3 separate regions of the Gossypium arboreum genome follow, and all the other regions are linked to region 2. The links are chromatin contacts, called in public Hi-C maps. All regions are on one chromosome and are shown on one strand. Each heading gives the region's core, a stretch centred on a gene start, on an enhancer-like site or on the middle of the called end of the contact. The rest is flanking DNA. Distances are from core to core; before and after follow the strand shown.

Region 1 (4,148 bases), core at 1,555-4,054, 270 kb before region 2:
CATATACCGGAGAAATAGTGAATACCATATTGAAAGGTTTTTAATGCGGGTTCATATCTCACGATTTTTTTGTTGAAATAATAATCGAGCTAAAATTAGTTGAACATGAAATTAATCATACTCAATTGGGACTTAAAAGTGAATTTAAATGAAATGGTGATAGATGAAAAGGAGAAAGTGCTTACAAAATAGTTAAACCAAAAATAAGAAAAAGAAATGAAATGGCAAAATGGTTTGCCTAATTCTGCATACGAATGGAAAAAGGTGTGAGAAAATAAGTTATATTTTATTCAATCTCCAGTGTATTTTCCAAAGCCATCATATAAGGTATTTATATACATTTCATATGCTAATTTTAGCCTGATTTATCTAATAACCAACAACATAAAATCATACCTTATATCATATTTTATATTAGGTTTTTTCTAATTCTAGCTTTTATAAAGTCAAATAGAAAATTTGATTAGCCATAAATTTCTCAAAAATTTCAATCTGCCCCCTTATATTGCTTGTGCGCCAATATAGCCTGATTTACTTGTTAACTCGAATTTTGATACTCTAACTTCGTACTTGATAAAATTAACTAAAAATTACAGACTCAATAGCAAAAATTACCGAAATTGGATGTGTTAAATATACAAATTCAGCTTGTTACCACGGGTATTTAGAGAGGGAAAAAAGAAAAAAATTATATATTTTTAATGGGTGCTGCTTGTCTGTCAAGCGACACACGTTAATTTTTTTTTAAATATTTTTAGGTGTCATCATTGTATGAGTCAGCACCAGTGATATTATATATATATATATATATATATATATATATATATATATGTAGAAAGAGTAGTTTGAAGCTTTGGTCATTATTTTAGAAAATTTGGATTCGACTACTAGGAAATCTAAACCATTGAAGTCAACGAGAATGAAGAAATCTCTTATTTGGTGTTGAAATTGGCATGAAAAGCCACTGTAAATGGCGACACTGATCGTTATTAAGTACGGCGACTAGGGTTTTCAATTGAGAAGAATAATGAAAAAAACAGAAGTAAAATAAAATAAAATAAAAACAAAAAGGGCAACTGAGTACACAAGAGAAAGATAAAGGATGAGAGAGAAAGAAAGATAGAGAGAGGAAAAGTCAAATATGAGAAAGGAAAGATATTAAATTCCCTTTTGATTCTCTATTTTCCATAAAATATTAAATTCACTTTCATATATCTATTTTTCATATTTGTTAATATCTTTCATTTCCCTCTCTCGTCTCTTTTTCTCTCATATCTTTCTCTCGTCCCTCTATTTTTCTCTCACATTTGTTTCTTTCTCACTCTCATCTCATCTTAAACTATTTTTTTAAAATAATATTTCATCCACTAATGGTAACACTAACAAGCCAATAAGACAAGAACCACTAACGAAGCAAGCATGATCACAAGCTTCCCCTTAATTTTTTTTAAATATATTTTTTTAAAAATTTATTTACTAGTGTTGCCTGACAGACTGGCGACACCCATTAATTTTTTTTTTTCTCTGAATACTTGTATTTTGACGGGTATTTTGAAAAATACAGACTGGTATTACCTAACACAATGGTGACACCCAATTTTTTTTTTAAATTGATGATTGAAGGCAATTTCACCGATGTGTCATGCGGCACCGAAGGACACTGTGGAGAATGATCATTTTATAAATAATTAATTATTTTAAATTAGTTGAATAAAAACTTATAAATATAAATATTATTTGTTTGGACTTAATTTATATCTCTCATAATACAAACTTTCTAAGTGATTTTACAATAGAAATTTACTTAAAAACATGAAATTTGGAACATTGCAATAAATATTTCTTTATTATTATAAATACTATTATAAACTCTTAATCATAGTACTGTAATTATCAAACATTGCAAACTCTATAAAAAATCAACAATAAATATATCCTATTTAATAAATGAATATGGTCAACTCATGCATTGTTTAAGGTAAGAAAACTAGTTAATATATATTATCATATCGATCTAAAATACTATCTATATTAATATATATTTAATAGTTTGAAGTAGGTTACATAAAATAAATAGTTAAAAAATTATTTTACTTTAAATTTTGATAGTTAAAATATTTCATATTATTACATAGTTATAAATTTTATTGAGATTATATGTTTTTTTTGCAAATTACATTTGATTAACATATTTTAAATATACTTTATGTTAATTTTAAGTTAGCATTTAAGTTTAAAATTAATAATTAGATTGACAAAAGACCTAATTGATATAATATTGATATTTTAAAAATTCAATTAAAATAGTTTGAAGTTTAAAATAATTTAAAATTTGAATAACAATTTAGAGATATTTAATATAATTAACCTTAATATAAAATGTAGTCTAATATAAAAAATAGGATAAAATATTTTATCAATTCTTGTACTTTGATCAAATTCAATATCAAGCCCTCTTACTTTTTTGTTTTCAAAATTCCAATTCAGTCATTAACTTTGTTAGTATTTTTTGTCAAAATTTGTTGACATATTAGTTAAGTTGCGTTCATATGACGTGATATATGTATAGTTGATGAAAAATAAGCATATTAAATTGAAATTTTATGATGGAAACTACCAGCAACAATAATGATTGGATTAGGATTCTTAAATTGAAAAAGTAGGGATTGAATTTTTAACTTTTAAAGTATAAGGACTAATATAATTATTTTTAAAAGTACAGGGACTAACAACATATTTTAACCAAATATATATTCTATGGCTAATAAGGAGCGGGTTCATCATTCATACTCAATTTTGAAATTAGGATCAGGAATCAAAATGGTTTTTTTTTTTTTGTGCGTGTGTGTTTAATTAACCCAATCCGGTCCTGTTAGACCGCTTTGTATAAAGAAACGCCCTCGAACCGTGTCGTCTCTTCCCCCTATCTCCTATTTGCCGCCTCTTTCTCGATCCCCAAATTAACCTGAAAATCAATCTCCGATTTTCTCCCAATTTCTTCCTCTAATTTATAAATCACGTAAATATCTTTTCGATTGTTGTTCTTACCTTTCGATCGATCTCTCTTTCTATCCCAGCTGTTGATTTTACGCGTAACTAGGGTTAGGGCTCTTCAATCTCTTAGATCCCTTCGATCGAGCTTTTTTTTTCCCTCGATCTCTCGTGGGTTTTGGGTTTTTCTTCGATTCGTGTTGATTTCCCTCCTTGATTTGGTTTAATTTTGTCCGATTGTTCGCGATTCGTTTTCCTTTTAGGGCTTAGATTTGTTCGGTACTTTAGGGTTCGTTTTTATATGGAATTCTTAGAGGGTTTTGGTGTTTTACGCCGCGGTGTTACCTTTTAGAGGGGTTTCTTGTCGTGATTTTGTTGTTTCCTTGGCGAATTCGTATTTTAGGGTTAGGGTTTTCTTGTCAATTTAGGGCTTGCCCCGGTAGTCAAAATTAATTGGGGGAAAACGCTTCTTCCCGTAGTGAAATCAAATTTTGTGCATAATTAAGGGCTGCCCACATCTCAATTGAGGATTCTAAGGTTTTAATTGATCCCTGGCTTTTTAGTGCCCTTTCTAGCAGACTAAAGCTTCAATTTAAGAAAATTTAAAGGTAATTGACTTTAATTATTTAAATTTACTCAAGTTTCTGTGTTTAATGTGTTAATTCTTGCTTTCATAAGTGACATTGTCAGTATTTTACCCCTTTCAGCTCACCAAAGTAAGATTAATTATTTTATAAGAGGTAGAATATCTTTGTTTTTAGTTATGCTTGTAGACAGAAATGGCACGTGCATTATAATTAATATTAATAGCACAGTTCTTCCCAGTAAGGTTATATCAAAATTTCTTGGTTAAATGAGTTCCGGCAAATGTTTATTGTTTAAGTTTCCTTGGACATAAACTTATTCTTGAAGTTGAAAGTGTTATGTTATTGTCTTACTATGTTCCCCTGTGCATTGGCTGTTATGTTGCTGACTTGCATCTCTATCTTTATTCTTTATTAAAACTATTACTATTATACCTTCTGTTTATAATTAATTGTTTGTCACGCAGGTGGTAAATGGGATTTAAGCGGCCTTTTGATGATGAGGACCTGCAAGAACTTCCTTTCAAGAATCCAAGACAGTTTGGCTATGATAACAAGCTGACTCGGTTTGCT
Region 2 (3,767 bases), core at 234-2,733:
TTGTGCCCCAGTTTCTTCAAAGCTTCTGCATAGGCTCCTGTAAGCTCTAAGTTACCAATGGCATTCAGCAAAGCTCTACCCTGCATCAATGGTGACTGGGAATATTTAACAAACATTTGGCCAAGTAATTTGGTTCCAAAAACCAAATCAATAGCAGGAAAAAGTGGACAAATTTATGGCCAAATTAACCTGTAGATACTCCATAGAAAGATAATATGCTTGCTTCACATTGATTTTCTCATAGTAAGCATATGTAGCATTCCAGTTTATAATAAGCGAATCTCGGACGCTTTCGGCTGTTGCTTTGAACGCCTTGGGGAGCTCGAAATGGTCCGGCGCAAATGAGGGTGTGAACTCAGAATGGTATTTAATACTTGATGCAATGGATGCAGAATCTGGAACAAATGTATCTAGAGAAGCTGCAAATCAGATCAACATATCACATTAATGATTCAAATGACCAAAAAAAAAGATCAATAAAACACCATGATCAACATATTAGGGGGTTTTGAGATCCATTAGTGGAAAGAAGTGAAAAACAAAGATAAAAAAGAGGACCCTAAAAGCCACTTTAGCATTATATATTAGGAATTCTTGAACCAAGTAATCTAGGGTACAAAACCCTTCAAGCCCCCATTACAAAACTATTCAAAACCTTCCCTTCACTGCCTACTAATAGGTTTATAAAGAGAAAAATACTATGAAATTGCATTAAGTGATTAAAAAGTGAAAGTAACCTTCTTCAGTGATTTGACCTTCTTCTTTGAGGTCCTGCCTTTGGTCACTGGCAACACTTTTAATAAAGAATTTTCTCCTTGATAAAGTAAAGCTTGAACCTTTTTTTAGGAAGAATAAATTTGGGTTCCTTGCTTTATAGTTAAAACAAGTGAAGGTGGAGTGAAAACTGGTTGCAGAGAAAGGTAGAGACGCCATTGTTCCTGGTTTTCTTTATCAGTTTCCACCAATCACTACCTTTCCCTTCAGTTCAGAAAGAGTAAGAATGTTTCTATGATATTGAAAAAAAAAATGAGTGAAAGAAAGAGTGTTGCTTTTGTCGTCTTATCTTCAATTTGGCGCTTCTTCTTCATCATCATGATCATTATCTCAATTTCTCATGTAATAAACGAGGGAAATTAACAATATAGTTATATCGTGTTTATTGAAATTAACGGATGCCATTTTGCTAAATGAAGTGCTATTTAGATTTGTAGTAACTCTCTTGTTTGCTAGTGAAATGGGTGTCATTAACATCTTGTTTGCAGTCAAAAGCATTTGATAAAAGTAATAATGATGCCATTAATGGAGATTATAGCATGTTTCAAACCAGATATTTCTGAGCAAATAAAAAAAATCAAAGATTGCGTTGGAGGTTAATTGTTAAAGGAGGATGGAGTGAGCAAATTAAATTAAGACCGTTGGAAGAGGGGAAAACAGGAGATTTTGGTCACATGGGAGAAGTTGAAGCATATGTTTGGTTGTTGAAAGGGTAGGAGAAGAAAGGGCGGGGGGACCATCTTAATTAGAGGCCATCTTGTCGTGATATTAGATATTTTGCAGCAAAGATGAAAAAATGTGATGCTTTTAAATAGAAACTTTATGAAAATTCTAGTGAAGCCAACCCCAAAATTTTTAGCTTTTACCAAATTTTCTCACATAATCTATTCCTATCCACCCTATTTATTTAAATGATTTAAATTTTTACAATAATGTGTGTTTAAAAATTTAGTTGAAAATGTGATTAATTAAGACTAGAGATGTTCATGGGTTGGGTCGGGCCGGGTTCGGACTTGGTTCAACTAAAAATTTAAGCTCATTTATTGGGTTCGGGCTGGGCCGGGCCCAAAAATGGGCTTAAAATTTTTTTCAAGCCCAACCCAAATAAAAATACTAAAACTCAAGCTGACCACAAATGACCAGTATTAATTTTTATATTATTTTATATAATTTTTAAATATATATATATATAATACATCTAAAATAATAATAAATTTAACAAATGCCTTTAAAATAATAACAAAATTAATAATAAAAATAAGTTTTATAAAATATCCAAACAATAACAACAAAATAGTAGCAACATAATAGTAATATGGTAGCAAAATAAGGAGAAAACAACAAGAAAATAACATTCAATAACAAAAAAAAGAGCAGTTTTTTTTGTCATTTAGTGAATTCGGGTGGGGCCGGGCTCGGGCCAAAAATACCTTACCTAAGGCCCGACCCATTTTTTAAACGAACCTTATTTTTTTGTCTAAGCCCATTTTTCAGGCCTATATTTTTACCGAAACCCTCTCACATTTCTAAGGGCCTTGAATGAGCAGTGTAGCTGACCCATGAGCAGTTCAAATTAAGACCCATGAATTAAATTGTAAAAAATTAATCGTTATAGATTTTTAATTAGGGAAAGACTTGAAGACTTAAATAGCAATTATCCTAAGGACTAAAATGGCTAGTTGACCAATTCAAAATGGATGATAGTGGGATATGATGTTAACTATCATTAGCTTAGGTTAATTAAAGATTAGAGTTTAATTAATCATGATTAAGTAAACTAATTAAGATTAACTAAAATTAATCTAAGTATATAAGTAAAACTTAGTAGGAAAAGATGACAAAATTCATCATATTCTTCCCAAAGGCCACCGTCCACATCCATTGTTATGTTAAGAAGAAAAGCTTCAAAATCGAAGTAACATTTGGTCAACATTACAAGTAAGTTTTTAGCCATTTTCTTTGATTTTTATAGATTTTTTTTTTATCATGAGAGCTTGATTAAGCTAACCCGTATATCAATTTGTTCAATTAGTGAGATTTTGATAAGTTACCATTGTTGAGAATTGGATAAATTAGGTGTGAAATTGATAGAAATTAAGCTTAGGTTATGTAAATGACTAAATTGTACTGCTTAACAAGCTTAATTGTTAGCTTGTTTACATCAAGGACCAAATTTAATTAAAAGAAAACCTATTATGAAATTGTGGTAGGAATAGAAAGTATAAGGTCCCTAATGAATAAATATGAAATCAAATTTCAATTTGAAGCTTTAGATTGAAAGTTATGCTTGTCTTAGTTTTAGGGGCTAAATTGAATAAATTACAAAATATGCATGAATTGATATTTGGTTGTTAATTGATTAGAAATTGATAGTGTGTTATATTGTGTGACTACCCATAACTAACATCGACGTGAAACCTTCGAAAGGGAAAGGAAAAATGAGAGTTGTCAACTAGTGACACGAGACCACGGTTTGTACTTTTTATAATTCTAGATAGAATTAATTGGTTGCGTATATATGTTAGTTGAATGAGAGCATGTCAAGGTGAGTATGTCTTGAAGATATGAAATGTTATGTTGAGTTTTGGTATGGATTATCAGGATAGGGGACTAAAATAAATAAAATGAAAAATGACATTAAATACTAGAATTGTGATATATGATATAGAAATTGAAATGAAATATGTTATATAATATGAAATATATGTATTTGATGATGAAATGATATTGTAATTATGAAAATGATATGAGATCTAATGTGGGCTGAATTGCAAAATGAAATTGAACATTGGTACCTATTAGTTGCTAGGGCTGTGTTGGATATAGTTGGCATGCCATAGGTAAGGGTGTTCAAACGGTTAACCGATCGATTAACCGATCCGAACTAGTATTAACCGAATTAACCAAACTTTTTGTTGGAAAATAATTGTTGAGTGATAAATGATAGATTGATGCTCAAGTTAAACAATTGTATCTCTTGGTTTAATATTGCA
Region 3 (3,916 bases), core at 234-2,733, 390 kb before region 2:
TGTTAACTAAGCATCTTTTAGATTTTTTTTTATTTAACGATAAGGTTCCAAGCATATCTAGCAAAAAATATGTGAAATCATTAAAATAAATAGTGGGTAACATCCATATGGTCTGTTGTTACTTTGCATGTTTTACGATTTAGTCCTTTTGTTAATTCTAGTTAATTAATTTAAATACTCTCAATTTCATGGCCTGTTGTACTATGTTATCTAGTGAGTAGTTCTTTAAACTCTTAACTTTCATGTTTGTAGTTAGAATTTGCTCAATCATTGACTCCTGTGGGTTCGATCCTTAGAGTACTCCTGTACCCCGTTGTACAAATTATATTACAACTAAACTGTCATACTTGCAGACACCACATGTAATTATTTGGATTTGATTGTTGTTTTAGTATTGATTCTCGCCCACCTGTGGCGGTCGAAGCGGTCACACATACAAGAATCTCGCATCTCGCATGTTTCCATGAATGTCAACTGGTGCACTCACACTTAGATTGTGTATGTATGTCTCCAAAACCCGATCTTTGACCCGAGTATATAAACATAAAAATAAAATAAAATTAATAATGTTAACAACATAATAATTTAACAATATTTTCTTACTATTTATAAATGGACATTGGAGATGTGCTTGTTATCCAAATGAATAAGTTGATTTGCCATTTTACAAATTAAAAAGGAATAAAATAAAATGGAAGAGAATAGGATTGAGAGAAAGATTTAGAACGAAATTATTGAAAGAATTGAGAATTGAAAGAATAGGTTTGAATGGAAAAGAATGAAGTTTAGAAAGGTTTATATAAGAAAAAAATATGGTTGTTGGGTGATGTAGCCGTTAGAATTGTGAGCATTGGGAGATGTTACCGTTGCCAGAAAACACATCTTATAGGGCATGTTTTCACTGACCTATTCTCATAAATATAAAAAAAAAAGACCTAAACTCATAATTAAAAAAAATACATATATATAAATTAGTCCTAAACGAATGCATTGGTTTGATAAAAAAATCTTAATAATACTTTAACTTATTTCATAAAAATAATAATTTTTACTTATTTTTAACTAAGTTGACGTGTAATCCAAAAGATAAATATTTGATATAATGATAATGTACTTAAATATAAAAATAATATTATAAATTTATTATGTATTTCATTTTTTAATATATTTTTACTATATTTTATATATACTTATCATCAACTCAATATTTCTCGTAAAGTTTTTAAATTCTACTAAATATTATCCATAATCCAAATGTGAAATATAATTTGAATAAAAAGTCGAAAGACATGTTTTTATTGGGTTTTTTTTTAAGAAAAAATTTAAATTTAAAGATAAGGTTGCAGGCATATCTATCGAAAATGATGTAAAATCATTAAAATTAAAAGTGGGGGGACATGCATATATGGTCTGCCAAACTAGAAAAACCAAACAAACACCCAATTGCACGTATTTATAGACAAAACCAAAACTAAAGCAAAAACTGCCAAAAAAAAGAAACGAAAGTATAACCCTCTAAAAAAACTTGCCCACTAATCCCATTCGAACAAATAACGTGTGAACTTTAAGACTTCGAACTTTGGCTCATTAGCTGCGTCCCGCCCACCACCACCACCATTACCATTACCATCATCTTAATTTTTCCATTTCTTGCTCTCTTTTTTACTTAACAACCCCTTTTCTTATTTTCTGTTCACATTTCCTTTTATCACTTATCTTTCCTTTATAAATAATCATTAACCCAAACCCAAATCTTTCTCCATATCTCTCTCTCTCTCATATCAATTTTCTGTAATAGTTGAATTAAAGGCATGGTGCTAAAGGGCATTGCTTTGCCCATTATTACATTGATACTAGCTTTGGGAATCCAGGCTGGGTTTTCTCAGAATATTAGCAAAGCCAGTTTTCCAAAGGGCTTCATTTTTGGGACTGCCTCTTCTGCTTTCCAGGTTGGTTTTTTTTTTCAGTTTTTTTTACAGTAAACTATCCATGGAAGTTTCAGTCTTTCAATTTCTTTTCTTTTGTATATTATTATCATCTTTTTATTTTTTTTGGAATAAATAACAGCCTTCGATAATAAGGAATTGAAAATGATGAAACTTGAACATTAAACTTTGATGAAGATTCGATTTTTTTATTAATATTTTATATATTAAATGGAAAAAAGGTTTGTGAGGTTGATAATGGTTACTCGTGAATACTAAATTGAAGGATGAGACTGAAAGGATTTAACAGAGATCAGAATTACAATTTTTTTCATTTACCAGCTCCATCCCTGCATCCTTCTATGTTTATAATATTATTACTAGGACCAATTTGATAATACTCTTAACGGCCTTTTTATTTTTTTGGAATAAATATTACACGGTGTCCCATGAATTTGTTAAATTTCACATTTCATTCTAATCTAATAGACAGTTTTTAGTTTTTTTAAGAAACCACCTTTTTTTTTTTTATTACTATTGTTTTGGTCTACTTTATTTAATTTTGGATTCTAGCCATTCATTTTTTTCTTTTATTTAATTTAAATTTCCTCAATATTTCTCTCTCTCTCTCTCTCTCTCTCTCTTGTCTTCTTTATAAATTATAATTAACTGTAGTGCAAACCCGAAAGAGAATGGCGTAGAAAAGACTTCTTAAAATTTTATAATGGAAGTATAATGACTTCGACCTCTCACTTGATAGAAAAATTCATTTTAATCATTTATTTAAAATATATATAAAAATTCGGAAATTTCAAAATATATATAAATTATTAAAAGAGCATAAATTTTATTTAACAATAAAATTATAATAATATTCTATACCATACATATGAATATCACGCCAACAAAAATAATAAATTAAAATAATGGTTTTTTGCAAAGTTGGTCAAATTTATGTCAAATATATTTGTTTCTGACTCTCTTTTTTAATATTTTATTTTGATATTTATATTTAGTACATATTTGAAATAGATATGAAATTATATATGTATTTTTAAATATATGAATAAAATTAAGTGTAGACATATATGGAAAATATTCATATCCTAAACAGATACTGATTTAAATAATATAATTTAAAATTGCACTTTTTTCCCTAAAAAGTCAATCTCAAATAAGAAGAAGCTGGAAAAAGAAATTAAATACGTGGAGGTGGCAAATTCATGTGTCACTTTTAAAGTCATAATAAAGTCATGATTTTGAGTAAATTCTGTTCTTACATATAAGGAAAAAAAAAATAGCAGCAAATCATTATCATTCTTTTGTAATTATAAACTTTAATGGAAAATGACAAACCAAATAGGAGAATTTTCCAGGAAAAGAGAAGACAAAACGACAAAGTATTTGCTGTTCTAAATTAATTTATGTCTCAACACGACAGTTTGTCATCCAAATCAAGGTTCTTCTGTTGTTCGTATGAAATGTCTTTACTTAGTGTTGAAAATATTTTTTTTCCAGTATGAAGGAGCAGTGAAGGAGGATGGAAGGGGACCAACTATTTGGGACACATTCTCGCATGCTTTTGGTAATGTCTTTTCTTAGTGTAATTTGCCATGCCATGATTCTTGTACAATTCAGTGTACGTACTTATGTATGTATGTATGTAAACAAGCATGTATTTATGTATATAGGATCATTAAGCATTTCACCTTATGTTATGTTACAGGGAAGATACTTGATGGTAGCAATGCGGATGTTGCTGTGGATCAGTACCACCGTTATCCTGTAAGTGATGATCTTCGTAACTGATCATATTCCGATATCCGTTTTCTTCATTGGATACTCCTTTTTCCGTGTTCCTAAAATACGAATGGCACAAGATTAATTTTGTTGTCTGGAAAACAGGAAGATATACAACTCATGAAAGACATGGGGATGGATGCTTATAGGTTTTCAATAGCTTGGTCTCGGATATTCCCTAGTAAGTTCTA

Evidence for each region. A called contact is a pair of places that touch in the nucleus more often than the background predicts.
Region 1: a Hi-C map of leaf shows a contact between it and region 2, with 2.9 times the contacts expected there. The contact joins the promoter of LOC108461351 here to the promoter of LOC108464384 in region 2. A contact is called at or near these places in 2 of 5 Hi-C or Micro-C datasets (both in leaf).
Region 3: a Hi-C map of leaf shows a contact between it and region 2, with 2.5 times the contacts expected there. The contact joins the promoter of LOC108461195 here to the promoter of LOC108464384 in region 2. A contact is called at or near these places in 2 of 5 Hi-C or Micro-C datasets (both in leaf).

What each region holds. Positions count from the first base shown.
Region 1 is chr13:29,627,893-29,632,040 of ASM2569848v2, reverse strand. LOC108461351 reads left to right here and starts at 2,804. Exons shown (of 3, transcript XM_017761174.2): 1 at 2,804-3,599; 2 at 4,043-4,148. The coding sequence starts at 4,050.
Region 2 is chr13:29,359,033-29,362,799 of ASM2569848v2, reverse strand. It overlaps LOC108464384 (alpha-1,4 glucan phosphorylase L-2 isozyme, chloroplastic/amyloplastic-like), which reads right to left and starts at 1,483. Exons shown (of 15, transcript XM_017764664.2): 1 at 738-1,483; 2 at 190-419; 3 at 1-80. The coding sequence starts at 933.
Region 3 is chr13:29,746,242-29,750,157 of ASM2569848v2, reverse strand. LOC108461195 (beta-glucosidase 40) reads left to right here and starts at 1,483. Exons shown (of 13, transcript XM_017760943.2): 1 at 1,483-1,949; 2 at 3,444-3,510; 3 at 3,652-3,710; 4 at 3,831-3,906. The coding sequence starts at 1,812.